Regions from separate parts of the Mus musculus genome. Here region 2 is linked to region 1. A link is a contact called in public HiChIP or PLAC-seq data. All regions are on one chromosome and are shown on one strand. The core of a region is the stretch at or near the end of the contact, and the rest is flanking DNA. Distances in the headings are between cores, read along the strand shown. Region 1 holds the start of Gramd1a (GRAM domain containing 1A). Region 2 holds the start of Wtip (WT1-interacting protein).

Region 1 (6,523 bases), core at 1,627-4,126:
CAACAGAATCTGGAGGATATGCCTTGCATGTACAAAGCCTTGGAGTCCATCACCAGGACTGCCACAAAACAAAAGAGAAACAAAACTCAAATGTAAATCTCCACCCCCACCGGCATCAGAAACCTCAACTTAAAATCTGATGCACATTGAATTCTGACAGAATAATTAGGAGCAGAGAGGGTTTCTTAAGTGAGCCAGACTGACTGCAAAGGGCTTAGCTGGGCCAGGCTTACTGAGGCCAAGGGCTGGGGACAAAGAACAGAGCTGGCGAAATGTGGGGGAGACAGTGCTGGACTCTCTCAAAGCGTCAAGTTCAGGGCCAGGAAGGAGGCTGGCAGGTCTGAGAACAGCAAGCGACCAGCAGAACTGAGGACCCTGGGCCACCCTGCACGTTTCTAGAGAGCAGAAGGCCCCGGGGGTTCCTGTGGTCTCTTCTCACCTCTGGGCTAAGATTCGGGCCTGATTGATTCTGAAGCCCCAGGTCCACTCAATGGCAGGCTGAAGGCACAGACAAGCCAAGTTCATCCCTCTTGCTCTTGGAAGAGACAAAGAGGAAGTTCTCAAGGGCGGGTAGCAGAGCCCTAGGGTGGCCAAAGCCAGCCAGCCAGCCAGCCAGCCAGCCAGCCAGCCAGCCAGTCCTGAGAGAGTGAAGGGAGGGGTCAGAGTGGCGAGAGGAGGACCGTTAAGGGGCGGAGACTCGGAAGAGAATGGCGTTTTCACTGTGCAGATGCTCTGCGTCCTGGGCCTCAGGATCGGCCTCAGCACAGAGGGGCAAGAGCACACACAGGTGTGTGGGAAAGGGAAAGATGGCTGGGGACACAGAGGGTCCCAGGCAAACTGGCCTGCAGGTGAACGAAGTCTCTCCCACCTGTCTCTCTGCCGTTCACACGTACAGAAGTGTCACAAGCATAAACAACCACAGCATTGTAAGTGTGTCAAATTCATACACAACTGCCAGGAACGTTTTACACACACACACACACACACACACACACACACACACACACACACATGCACGCTCGCTACAAATATGCTACAGTCGCACAGCATCCCAGAATCAGAGAAACACAGTAAGTCCACATAAATCAGCGTCCTATACACAACCACGAGAAAGTTTTACACTGAAGAGCAAAACAAACAGCGAAACCCACAACAAAACTATTCACACGGCACCTAGTCATGGGACCCAGTGACCCAGACATGCATTCCTATGGGAAGTCATCATATCAACCTACACATCCCGACTGACCCTCTAACTGCAGGGTGGGTGTTCACCAGGCAGAGAAAACAAAGCAAGGGCCAGTTCTCAAGAGTCGAGGAATGGAATTATCAGCTGTCAAGGTGAGAGAGCCCTGACATTCCCATAGACAAGGGGGGCTTGGGAACAATGCACTGCCAGATATTGAAGGGTCAGCATGAGGAGGGGCAGGCTTTGCAAAGCAGTTAAGTTTACACCCAACATCCCAGGAGGGAGGGTTCTCAGCTGAGAAAACCACAAGGGGTCTCTGTCTCTTTCAACAGACAAAGCCACAAAGGGTCTGAGAGACAGAGACAATCTCCCACACACACCCAAGGCATGCAACAATGCCACATTTGGATACACTGGGACTTTCCCACAGACGGAATCAGAGGTAAGTGAGCCACCCACAGGGCCCAGTGACACCACACTGTCACCGGTAGACACATGCAATTTCTACTTGTTCACGGAACCAAAAGACATCCAAATGTGGATGTCAGGCGCACAGCAGCTGAGCCCCAACCACATGCACACATACTCAAATCACAATGAGAGCTCACGGAGGTAACTCACAGACGTAATTCATGGTGAATTATAGGTACAGTCAGCCAAGAGACTGAAGCGGAATGCTGTACAAGTCACAATGAGGCACAAGCTCAGAATGTGTGATTTGCACACGGTGCCACAAAGAAAATGAGACACGTCTCACACACAACCACAGTGGGTCCAAGAGCACCAGATGCACTCGACCTGGGTGGTAGCCATCACACAGAAGATGATAGATAACATACAGACAGCCACACAACATTGCCCCAAAGAATCCCAGCTGTTACACACACACACACACACACACATACACACACACACACACACACACCACGCTGAGCACAATCACAAACGGAAACCCGCAGGCACAGGTGACCAGGCAGGAGTGGCGGGGGCGGGAGGGGGGCAGAACACACCCGACCCCCACCCCGCCGAGATCTCAGGCTCAAAGAAGCTCCTTTTCCCCAGCCCCCACGACAAACGGGGACCACCGACCGGAGGATCTGCGGGGCCTGCCCAGTAATGGGGATGGGGGGTGGGGCTGCTCGCGGCCCTTTCATCTGGGTGTTGGGTCAGGGCTCCCCGTAGGGGGACGATCAGGGCCTAGAGGAGCTCCCCGCTGCCCATATGCGTCCCAGGCCGGTAGTGACGCCCCAATCTTGGGTCTCGCCGCCAGGTTGCAATCCCTCACGTGTACCCCTTCTGGTCCCCAGCGGGGTCGCTCCTACATGCACCAGCTTGGAAACCCAGCTCCGGCCCTCTGCCGCAGCCCGATCGCACCACCGTCCCCGCTTCCCACCCCGAGGCCCGGTGCTTACTCGAACATGGATGCGGCGCCCCGGCTGCAGGGCAGGACCCGGCCGGCTGCTCTGAGATGGGCCTCCCGGGCCTCGCCTGCCTCGGCCGCCGCCTCCACCGGACCCTGCCACCCGCACAAAAGGCCGGAGCCGCCGGAGGCCGCCTCGGCGTCAGCGACACCCCCTTCCTGCTCCCGCCCCGCGCGTCACGGCGCCGCCCCCGCCGGGAGGGGGACATGGACGCGAGCGCGGGCCTAGGCCTAGGATGGCTGGGGAAAGAGTCCGGCTGGGAGACAGAAGAAAATTTTTATTTAAAATGAGCAGCCTGGGCGGGGCGTGATAGCGCACGCCTCACATCCCAGAGGCTGAGACAGGAGGATTGGCATGAGTTCGAGGCCAGCTTGGGCTACATAATGAATTCCAGGCCACTGGAATGCAGAGTGAGAATTTGTCTTCAAAACAAATGAGCAAACAAGTTTAAACACCCTGGGCTTCTCCCCTGGACCCAGAAGAGTCTCTGAGAAGTGGGATGGAGGTGGGTGACAGGCTGATGCTGGGAAGAACTGGCCTGGGGCGGAAGTCTGGGGGTGGGGTCGGGGAACCACAGCTGGAGGGTGGAAAGCCTCTTCCCGTTCTCCCCACCCAGCCTCAGAACCTCAGTTCCTGCCTTAGAAGCGTTCACTTTTCCGCGCGCGCGTGTGTATGGAGACTTCCCCAGCCTAATCGTGCAGACCACGTCAGATTCCAGCCCACCCGGCTCCTAGCAGTGCTGTGTGCGCTTGGGCAAGTCCCTCAGGCCTGGGGAGCCCCCTGCTCCCAGGCAAGGGGTTTCCCCCAGAACAGCACAGGGGCAGGGCTCATCAGCGTTTTTGATACTGGGAAGCCTGCCGAGCCTCAGGACGGGAAATGACCATACATTGCAGTGTAGGACGAGTTCTTGTGCCAGCCAGCCCTGCACCCACCTCTGCAAGCCAGGCGTGGTTGTCGTCCTTGTTGGAGAACACAATGTGAACGAGCCTCTGGCTTTGGGACCCAGCCCAGGGATTTCTCCCCACCCCTCTTCGGCCTTCAGCCTCTTGTCCAGCTACAGTAGGCCCAGTCCCACCTTGTTTGGTTTCCATTCCTATCCCGCTCTGTTACCACTTACAGCCAGAGCTCTAGCCTGTGAATCGCCAAGTCTGGCCAGAGGCCTCTTGGCTTCAAGCCCTACCCTGGCTCCACCTCATTCCTTGTTTTAAAAAAAAAAGTGCTCATCTTGGTGTCCAGAGCCCTCCTGATTGGGCCCCTTCCACCTGTCTGTCTAACTGGTTCCTCCTTAGCCTCCTGGTTGATTATCCCAGGTGTCAATCTACCCCCCTGCTCATCCCACCTGCCTCCGGCCTCAGGACCTTTGCACTGCTATCCCTTCCACAGGAGGAAGCTCGCTCTTCTTGCATGGCTGCCTTCCATCTTTCTGTGTTGCTCTTTTTATACGTCCGTAGCTTGTTTACTCTTAGAAAGACATTTACTTCGGTGGTGAGGGCTTGGGTGGGTTGGATATCATTATATAGCCTGGGCTGGCCTCAAACCTCAGTATGTAGCTGAGTCAGGGCTCGAATTTATGAACTTGCCTCAGCCTCCTAAATGCTGGGATTACAGGCAGGAACCACCAACCGCACAAATTTTTACATTTTTACTTAGTGAATATTCATTTCAAATAAAAGTGTATAATGGCCATCTGTGTCCTCACCATAAGACATAAGAGGTTCAGTATGCATAAAAAGCCTCATTAATTTCGTTAAAGGTTCTGAATTGTTTCTAAGGACAATGGAAAGTCATTAAAGTATTTAAGTGGAAGGCCATTGTGCTCAAATTTGCATATCAAAAAATCACTCAGGACTTCTGTGGGTGGTTGGTCATTTTAGTTGGATTTTTGTTTGTTTGTTTGTTTTAGATGAATTAAGCTGTTAAGCTTATGTGGTATTAGAGGACTTTGGGAGGCAGAGGCAGGAGGATTGCTGTGAGTTTTAGTCCCGCTTGGTCTACAAAGAGAGTTTGGACTTGCCAAGGTAATGCAGGAAACAGTCTAGAAGGAAGGAAGGAAGGAAGGAGAGAGAAAGAGAAAGAGAGAGGAGGAGAGAGAGGAGGGAGGGGAAGGGCTAACTAAGTCCCTTAGTGTTAAGTCCCACGTGGTGTTACACCCTGTTGTTCCAGCCCTCTGGAGGCTGAAGCTGGAGGACCATGAGTCTGAGCCTAGACAATAAAGCATGAGCCTGTCTCAAAAACCAAACAGGGCTGAAGAGCTGGCTTGGTGCTTAAGGACTGTTCTGCTTTGGCCACGGACCTGAGTTAGGTTCCCAGTAAGCATTTCCTCCAGCGCCAGGGGATCCAGTATCCTCCTCTGGCCTCTGCAGGCACTCACATGCACGTGCACAGGTGCTCATGAGGATGCATTTAAAAAATACACCTTTAAAAACAGATAAACTATAACGTTTACCACCAAAGGCCCAAGTGCCTACTCCTCTTGTCTCTGCCTGTCTATTGCCCTGAAGTCTGTGTGGATCACTCCTGTGCGGTTTTGCTACAACACAGGAGTCAACAAGCCAGCCTCAGTATTCAGTATCGTTGAAAGATACAACTAGTTCCCATTGTATCCTTCTACAGTTTGACTCTCCCACTTGATCATCCTTGTTTCTGAGACTTTTTTGGTGCTGGCAGAGCTGTGCTTCCTAAACATTTGGTCCTTCTCAGCATCCATAGCTGGGGAGAAACCCCAGCACACAGTTCTTTCTATTTAAGGTCAGTCTGTCGGGTTCTTTCCTTTGCTGATACTTTGTCCTTGAACCTCTTGTTTTCAGTCTCCCTGGGCTAGAAGTTGGTTTTCTTTGAAGAAGTTTTGTTTGAATGTTTTACACCCACCTGTGAGCCACAACAGGAAATAGCTCTTGTGATGGCTTACAAATATGTCTTGCCACTAGAGATGCAGGAAACCACACTTGCCCTCACTTTGTCTTGTCCTTGGTATTATTTTTAATTTTTAAAATTATTTTTAAAAAAGATGTTTTGATGTTTTTGATTAGTGTATGTGTGTGTGTGTGTGGGGGGGGGGGGAATGAAGATGTTGCATATGATGGAAACCAGAAGAAGGTATCTGATGCCCTGGAGCTGGAGTTCTAAGTGGCTGCGAGCTGCCTGATGTGGGTGCTGGGAACCTAATTTCGTTTCTCTGCAAGAGGAGCACTTGTTCTTAAGCTCTGAGCCATTACCTTAGGCTGTTTCGCACGTCAGCCTATTTCCATTTGGAAACCAAATTCTGGTTACAGTCTGCCACCTTTGCTTCCTAGTATCATCCAGGCCTCACCTACATTCAGCCTGTGCTGGGAGCCTTCTTGCCAACAGCATTCAGTTGGGCCCACAGTCACTGGTCCCGAAGCACATTCTGGGCCTTTATTTGTGGCTTGTGCTGACTTAATTTTGCTGACTTCAGTGGACTGATGCAACTAGAGCCTTTCAGGGCACAGCTTTGAGTGTGTCTGGGAGTGCATTTCCAGAGTGTGTGTGTGTGGGGGGGGGGGGGGGAGTAGCCCTGAATGTGTGCCACATAGTCCTGAGCTGGGGTCCCAGACTGAATACAAGAGGAGAAAAAGAGAAAAAGAGCATAGGCTGGTGTGCCCATCTCGCTGTTTCACGGTCCTCAGAGATGCGAGGACCTGAAGCCATCTGCTCTTGCTGCCACAGCCTCAAGACTCCCTTAGTACTGTACCTTCCTTATCATGATGAATGATACCTTTAAATCATGAACCCAAACAAACCCCTCTGTAATGCCTTCTTGTCAGGTATTTGGTTACACGTAAAAAACCATAACTAATATACACATCTATTTCATGGCCTCGAATCAGGTCTCATGGGCTCAGGCTAGACTCTAATTGAGCTTCAGCACGTTAACCAAAAGGAGCCCACACTC
Region 2 (6,523 bases), core at 1,917-4,416, 3.0 Mb after region 1:
TGAAATGAACACATTTTTGTTTTCTGTTTTGCTGTCCAGGTCTCATTTTGTAGCACAGGCTGGCCTGGAACGCATAATGGTTCTGTTTCAGTTTTCCAAATGCTTGTTTACTATACCTAGAAACTGCCATTTCTGTAACTCAAAAACCCCAACTGATATCAAACACATAGTTTAACCGAAATTGCACATTTTTAAGAACCAGAAAAAAGGCATATTTTTGGTTTAGGGAGTGAGAGCTAGCATTTAGAGCAGGTATCACGTCTCAAACCTGTGACCCTAGCATTCAGGAGGCTGAGGCAGGAAGATGGTTACTTGGTGGTCAGACTGGCATACAGAGTGAGGCCCTAGCTAAAAAGGGGGACTGAGGACACTGTTCATTTGCCTGAGTACTTGCCTTGCATGCATGAAGGCCAAGGTTCCATCCTCATCACCCCATAATCTAGCTGATTGTGCTGTGCACACCTGCAATCCCAATGCTTGGGGTTTAGGCTTGGGAAAGGCTGTCCTGAGCTCCGGAGCACATTCTGGAGCAGCTTGCACTAGATGAGAGCTTATTCAGAGAGGGAAACCTCTATAATCAGCCAGCGCAGTCTCCTGTGTGGCTAACAGGGCTAAAGCTGAGCCCTCGGTGCTCTTTAGAAAGGATCCTCACCTCCAGCAGTTTTGGGCTATAGTGTCTTTACCCTCACATTAAATACCCAGCATAATACGCAGACTTGAGAGTGGCCACAGGGGCCAACAGACAGACCAATGCTGAGCCTCTAAGTGTGCACGGGCCAGAAGATGATCAGATGCTCAACCAAGAGCACAGAGAGTATCCGGCTGAAATGTCTCAATTTGGCTCCTGGCAGAAGGTCAGTTTTTCACTCACCTCCTACTCCCAGGCCATTTACAGCAGCCATCACCTCGGCTAAACCACAGATTCCCCATCCTGACTTCTCACGTCATCAGATCAAGCATCTCATTCCAAAGCCAAACCACTCTAGCCCGTGCATGCCCTTGACCATCCTGGGCTACAACCTTCTCATACCCTCACTTTCTTCCTCCACCCTGGAAAACACCCACACGACCTGCTAAGGTCTACTCCCCTAAGATCTACTTCAAAGCATCGTGGAGCTGCTAGCTCTACTGAATGTGAGACAGCTCAGACTCAGCCAGCCCTGTCCCAGGCTTGCTAACCATACACATCCCCAAGCCAGCTTCACTCCCTGTACCTGACTCACCTAACTGTTGTGCCAAGAAAAGCCATCAGAGACTTTGGGGCCTTGCTAATGCATGTGATTTCTTTACCAGGGCTGTTATGAGTCAGAGTCCCTTTCTTTGGTATTTAATGATATAAAGTCTATTTTCTGTTGCCACTTTTTGAAGCACAGTCTGACTTTGTAGCCTTGACTGTTTGGGAACTACATGTAGACGAGGCTGGCTTTAAACTATCCTACTGTTCCTGAACCCCCAGTGCTGGCATCACAGGTCTGTACCAACCATGCCAAGCTAAAGGGTGACGTCTGAACGCGTATTTTTCTTTGTATTTTTTCTATCTATGTGTAACCAGATGTAAGGCTGGTTTGTGGTTTTGTTTATTTGCTTTGCCTTGCTGGAAAACAAACCTAGGGCAGTGATAGGCAAGTGCTCTATCACAGAGCTACCCCCCTAGCTCGGTATTCTTGTAGGAAATATCCTGTTTATAAGACCTAGCCCAGAGAAGCCTTGAATGCTTGCCTTGGTCCTGTAGCCTCACACAGTTCCACCTACAGCCTCTACCAGCACTGAAGTCTCAGTCACACAGGTTCAGGGGTACCCGGGGAACCCCATCTTTCTGCCCCTATCCATGCCTCAGTTGGAAGGGGAGACGCTTCCGTTCTGCTCTTCATCAAACTTTATTAGGGGCAATACTAGGGATGAAGAAGAATGCCCAGCAAAGGAGCTTAAGAATGGGTCAGCAGTAAGAGCTTGGTGCTCTTGCAGAAGACTCAACTTCTCAACGGAGAAGACTCAGTTCCCAATACTGCTCACAACCAGACTCCAGTTCCAGGAATCTGACACCTTCTGACCTCCCGAGGTACTTTCAATATACACCTAACTGAATCTTTTGCAGAGTCCATATGTCTCTACTCCTAGAACTTCAGAGTCGGGGGCAGGAAGACAGGCCAGTCTAAGCTACAGAGTGAAACCTTGTCTCTAAGTAAATAATCATTTTTTTAAGTGTCCAGAAAACAGGTTAGGCTGTCAATCAGCCTGATTTTGTCTGGATCCCACCCCTCACCCACCCCCACCCCACCCCCGCCTCAAGTCAGGAAGCGCCGGGCATCTCCGCATCCGTGGCTGGAGAACAGCCCTTACCAGAACCCCGGGACCCCCGACCCAGACCCTGGCCCGCGCACGCTCACCAAAGTAGTCTCGCGCCGTGCGCGCCTCGAGCGCGCGCTCCAGTTCCCGCGTGAGCGCCTCCAGCCGCCGCTCGGCCGCACTCGGGCCGCCCTCCCGGCCCGGGGGCAGCGGCAGCGACGGCAACGGGAAGGGGAACTGGGCAGGCTCCGGAGAGCGGGCGGGCGCCGGGCCGACGCCGGGCGGCAGCAGGTCTGCACAGGCGCCCGCTGAGCCACGGGAACCCAGGCTGGACACGCTGGAGCGCGCGCTGCCCCCCGACGGCGGCCCGGGGCCGGGGCCGTGGCGCTGGTCATAGCCCAGGCTGATACCGCTCGAGCGCGCGCTGCCGCCGTCCGAGCCCGCGAGGCTGGCGCGCGGGCCTCGCTCGGGGCGGCTCGGGACGTCGGGCGCGGCCTCGGGGCCGCCGCAGCCACCCTTGCCTCGGCGGCCCGACGCTGGCGCCGCCTCGTCCACGGCCCTCGGCCCGCGCCGCACGCGCCCTGGGGAGCCGGCGGTCGGCTCCGACTCGCGCAGGCCCAGCCCGGCCAGGAGCAGAGCCGCGTCGTCCGCGGCCGTCCGCGAGCGCTGCATGGCCGTCGGCCCGCCGCGGCGCGTCACCTCCGCCTCCGCCGCCCGCCGCCGCCGCTCCGGCAGCGCCGCCGCATCGTCCGCCGGCCCGCAGCCCGCCCCGGGACCCCTGGGCGCGGGGCGGGGCGGGGCCCGGGTCGCGGTCGCTCGGCGTGGGCCGCACTCTCGCGCGGGGCCGTGGCGGGGAGGGAGGGAGGAACGGAGGCGCGCGGCGGAGGAATGCGCGCGCAGCTCGGGGCCGCGCCCCCTCCGCTTCGAGACCGCGCGCAGGGGGCGGGGGGACGGAGGGACTCCTTTGCCCCGTCAGGAATGTGAGGAAGGAGACTGCGCAGCGGCCTCTGGAATGTGGGGGGGGGCGGCGACGGCCCGGCCGAGGGGTGCGCAGACTTCGCGAGGACGCGGGCGGGACAGCGGTGGCCCAGGCTCTGGTCCACCCCGAGGCCTCAGGGCACATTCCAGATTCCCCCCCCACCCCCAGGCTGAGCCCCGAGCCCACATCCTCCCTCCCCATATTCCTCCCTGGCCCTCTGCTAAAGGAACACAGCCTGATGCTGCCTGCTTTGTGCCACATGGATGTGACACCAACGTGGGAATTCTGGCAGTTTCAAAACACAGTGTAAGGATTCTAGCAAAGTCTAGGTATAACCGTCCCAATTACACATTCTGGGACTTAGAAAAGAATCACGGGATGAGTTCCGGGACCCATTGTAAGTGTGACTTCCACCAAAATTCTTTTAGGCTGGAGCCATGGCTCAGAGGTTAGGAGAGTTTGTTGCTCTTGCAGGGGACCCAAATTCAGTTCTCAGCATCCACACGATGGTTCACAACTCTCCTTAACTCCAGTTCGAAGAAATCTGACCACCTCTTCCACTGCTAGGCATGAACGTCGTGCATGATGTACAAGCAAGCAAAACAAGCCTGTTTATCAACTGGCATCCCTACTTTAATTGGAGAGCCATAATGAGTCTAAGGGTTTTTTGTTTGTTTGTTTGTTTGTTTGTTTGTTTTTTCCGATGTGAGGGGACTCTCAGAATTATTGTCAATTTAGAACCAGTATCCACTAGGCCTTGGAAAATCCAGTTGTTTCCTTTTCTCCGTGTTAGTTACCCTGGTAGAAGGAAGCAGGCTGAACGTGAGACTCCCATATTGTATCTTACCCCAAACCCACAAACAAACAAAAATCTGTCTTACCCTGCAAGAGCTGTCATGGGAAAGAAAACCAAACCTCATGTGTTGTGTCCCAGTAATCAGGAAAACAGTTTTAAAGGAAAGCCCTTCACTTCCAGACTCCCTTTTCTCAGAGGGGGATGGTAACATGCCCCAGTACCAGGGGAAGGGAGCTTGTTGGCAGCAGACTGACCTACCCAGATGCACAGAAGCCTGGCCTTCACTGTGCAAAGAGCCAGCTGGGACACCTGCTTCCCAGATGGAAGGGAAACTGTAGTGTCTGGCCCATCCCCCCCAACCCGCCCTCCAACCTCCCCACACACACATGCACCTCCTAGGACCTAAGGAATTCCAGCTCTGCCTTATGCACACAAGGTGTGGAAGCAAGTATTTGAGGAACAAATGTCCAGTCAGGAGAGCCACCTCATGGTCCAATGAGAAAGGAGAAACCATTTGACCGGTGATCCCATTTCACTGATCACATTTATCAGCCATTTAAAAGTGAAAATGTTGGGGGCCAGTGAAAAGCCTCCAGAAGGTAAAAACCACTTGTATACATATACCTAATGCCTTATTTAGTTCAATCCTCAGAACCCACAGTAGAAGGAGAGAACCAGGTCCTTAAAGTTGTCTTCTGACCGCCGCCACATACACACAAATCAGGGCTGGTTGATATGCCTGACCACCCACATTACATTCCCTGGACCCACACACACCAGGAGTAGACTGCAAAGTTCTTCTCAGACTTCCATATACACACACTGTGTGTATACAAGCACATCCACATGTGAACGTGCACACACAGATTACTGAACTACCATAAAATTATAAGCAGAAATTTCTTTCAAAACATCTATTCTAGGTTATGATTGTCCCAGGCTATAATCAGGAGGCTGAAGCAGGAGGATCACTTTTGAAGCCAGCCTGGGCTGCATAGCAAGAACTGCCACCACCTCCCAATAAAAACAAGTAAATGTTTCAGTCCAGCTTTCACAGTTAGAACCTTCAGAATTCAAATGATACATTAGTGTCCAGGGTCAACTAAAATCCATTTCTCTAGAAATAAGAAAACCTAAAAGTAAAGCAACCTAAAATGACCAAATATGGGATAGTAGAAGACGCAACTTCTATGAAATGGCATCCGTTGTTTACTGATGAATCTGCATGCTTCACGTCCTAGCACTGGAGAAACGGAGGCCAGCTGGAAGACTGAAGCAAAAGGAACACACATTCAAGGCTTGCCTGAGCTCCAGAACAAATTCCAAGTCAGTCTGATCAATGTAGTGGGACTCTATCTCAAAAAAAAAAAAAAAATCATAAAAGGAGCTGGGGGTCAGGGAGATGGTTTGGGGAAAAGGCACTTGCCACCAAACCTGATGACCGCAGTTCCATCTGTGGGACTCATAAGATAGGAGAACCCCTCCACTAAAAGTTGTAGTCATCATCTGGTCACACCAGATAGATAGATAGATAGATAGATAGATAGATAGATAGATAGATAGATAGATAGATATGACAGATAGATGTGAAAGCCTAGTTGGACCCCTCAGTACCACAAATGAGCTAGTGTGAGAGTGTACACATTATTTACAGAAACCAAGTGCGTCACGGTGACTCACACCTACAGTAATTATTTTATTCTAATGACTTATAAGAGTTTGTTACATATTTTCACTACCAGTATACCATTTTTTACAAATAGTTTCTACTAGTTTACGTCTTCTCCGTCTCCTCCCTTTGATGTGTCTTCATAAGAACAGAAGTTATTTTATGGGGTTGGAGAGCTGGCTCAGCAGTTAAAAGTACTGCTTTTAAATATATATTGGTTGTTCGAGACAGGGTTTCTCTGTGTAGCCTTGGCTGTCCTGGAGCTCACTCTGTAGGCCAGGCTGGCCTCGAACTCAGAAATTCGCCTGCCTCTGCCTCCCAAGTGCTGGGATTGAAGGTGTGGGCCACCACCGCCAGGCTCCTAGCAACACTTTTTTTTTTTTTTTTTGGAACAGTAATTGTGTTCGGAATATAACTAAACAGAACTAGGGGCCTACAGTTCTACTTGGTTGATTTTCTTTTTTCCTCCCTCCCTCTCTCTCTCCCTCCCTCCCTCCCTTCCTCTTTCTTTTCAGCCCAGGCTGGCCTCAAACTCTCTATGTAGCCAACACTGACTGTGTAGATGATCCACCTGTCTTTGCCTCTCAGGTGTAGGATTAAAGGCATGTACTACCAAGTTCAGATCATGTTTGTTGTCTTTAGTGACAGCAGCTAAATGTCCCAAATAAGCTTTGGGCTGGGGTTTTGTCCTGTTGAGTTGAATACAGGAGGAAAATGTTCCATCTATGTGTAGAATTCAGGAAGCAGATTCCCAGTTTAAAAAAAAAATAAAAACTATCTATAAAAATACTTC

Evidence for each region. HiChIP or PLAC-seq counts read pairs in DNA pulled down with a chosen protein or histone mark.
Region 2: a contact with region 1 is called in an H3K4me3 HiChIP or PLAC-seq map of stem cell-derived neural progenitor cells, with 15 times the contacts expected there. The contact joins the promoter of Wtip here to the promoter of Gramd1a in region 1. A contact is called at or near these places in 1 of 39 promoter capture datasets (embryonic stem cells), 3 of 484 Hi-C or Micro-C datasets (all in embryonic stem cells), 7 of 115 datasets of contacts at active chromatin or transcription factors (embryonic forebrain, embryonic stem cells, large pre-B cells and 2 more) and 1 of 9 other capture datasets (embryonic stem cells).

The regions. Positions count from the first base shown.
Region 1 is chr7:31,148,295-31,154,817 of GRCm38.p6, forward strand. It overlaps Gramd1a (GRAM domain containing 1A), which reads right to left and starts at 2,877. Exons shown (of 19, transcript NM_027898.4): 1 at 2,602-2,877. The coding sequence starts at 2,609.
Region 2 is chr7:34,130,102-34,136,624 of GRCm38.p6, forward strand. Wtip (WT1-interacting protein) reads right to left here and starts at 3,167. Exons shown (of 8, transcript NM_207212.2): 1 at 2,388-3,167. The coding sequence starts at 2,958.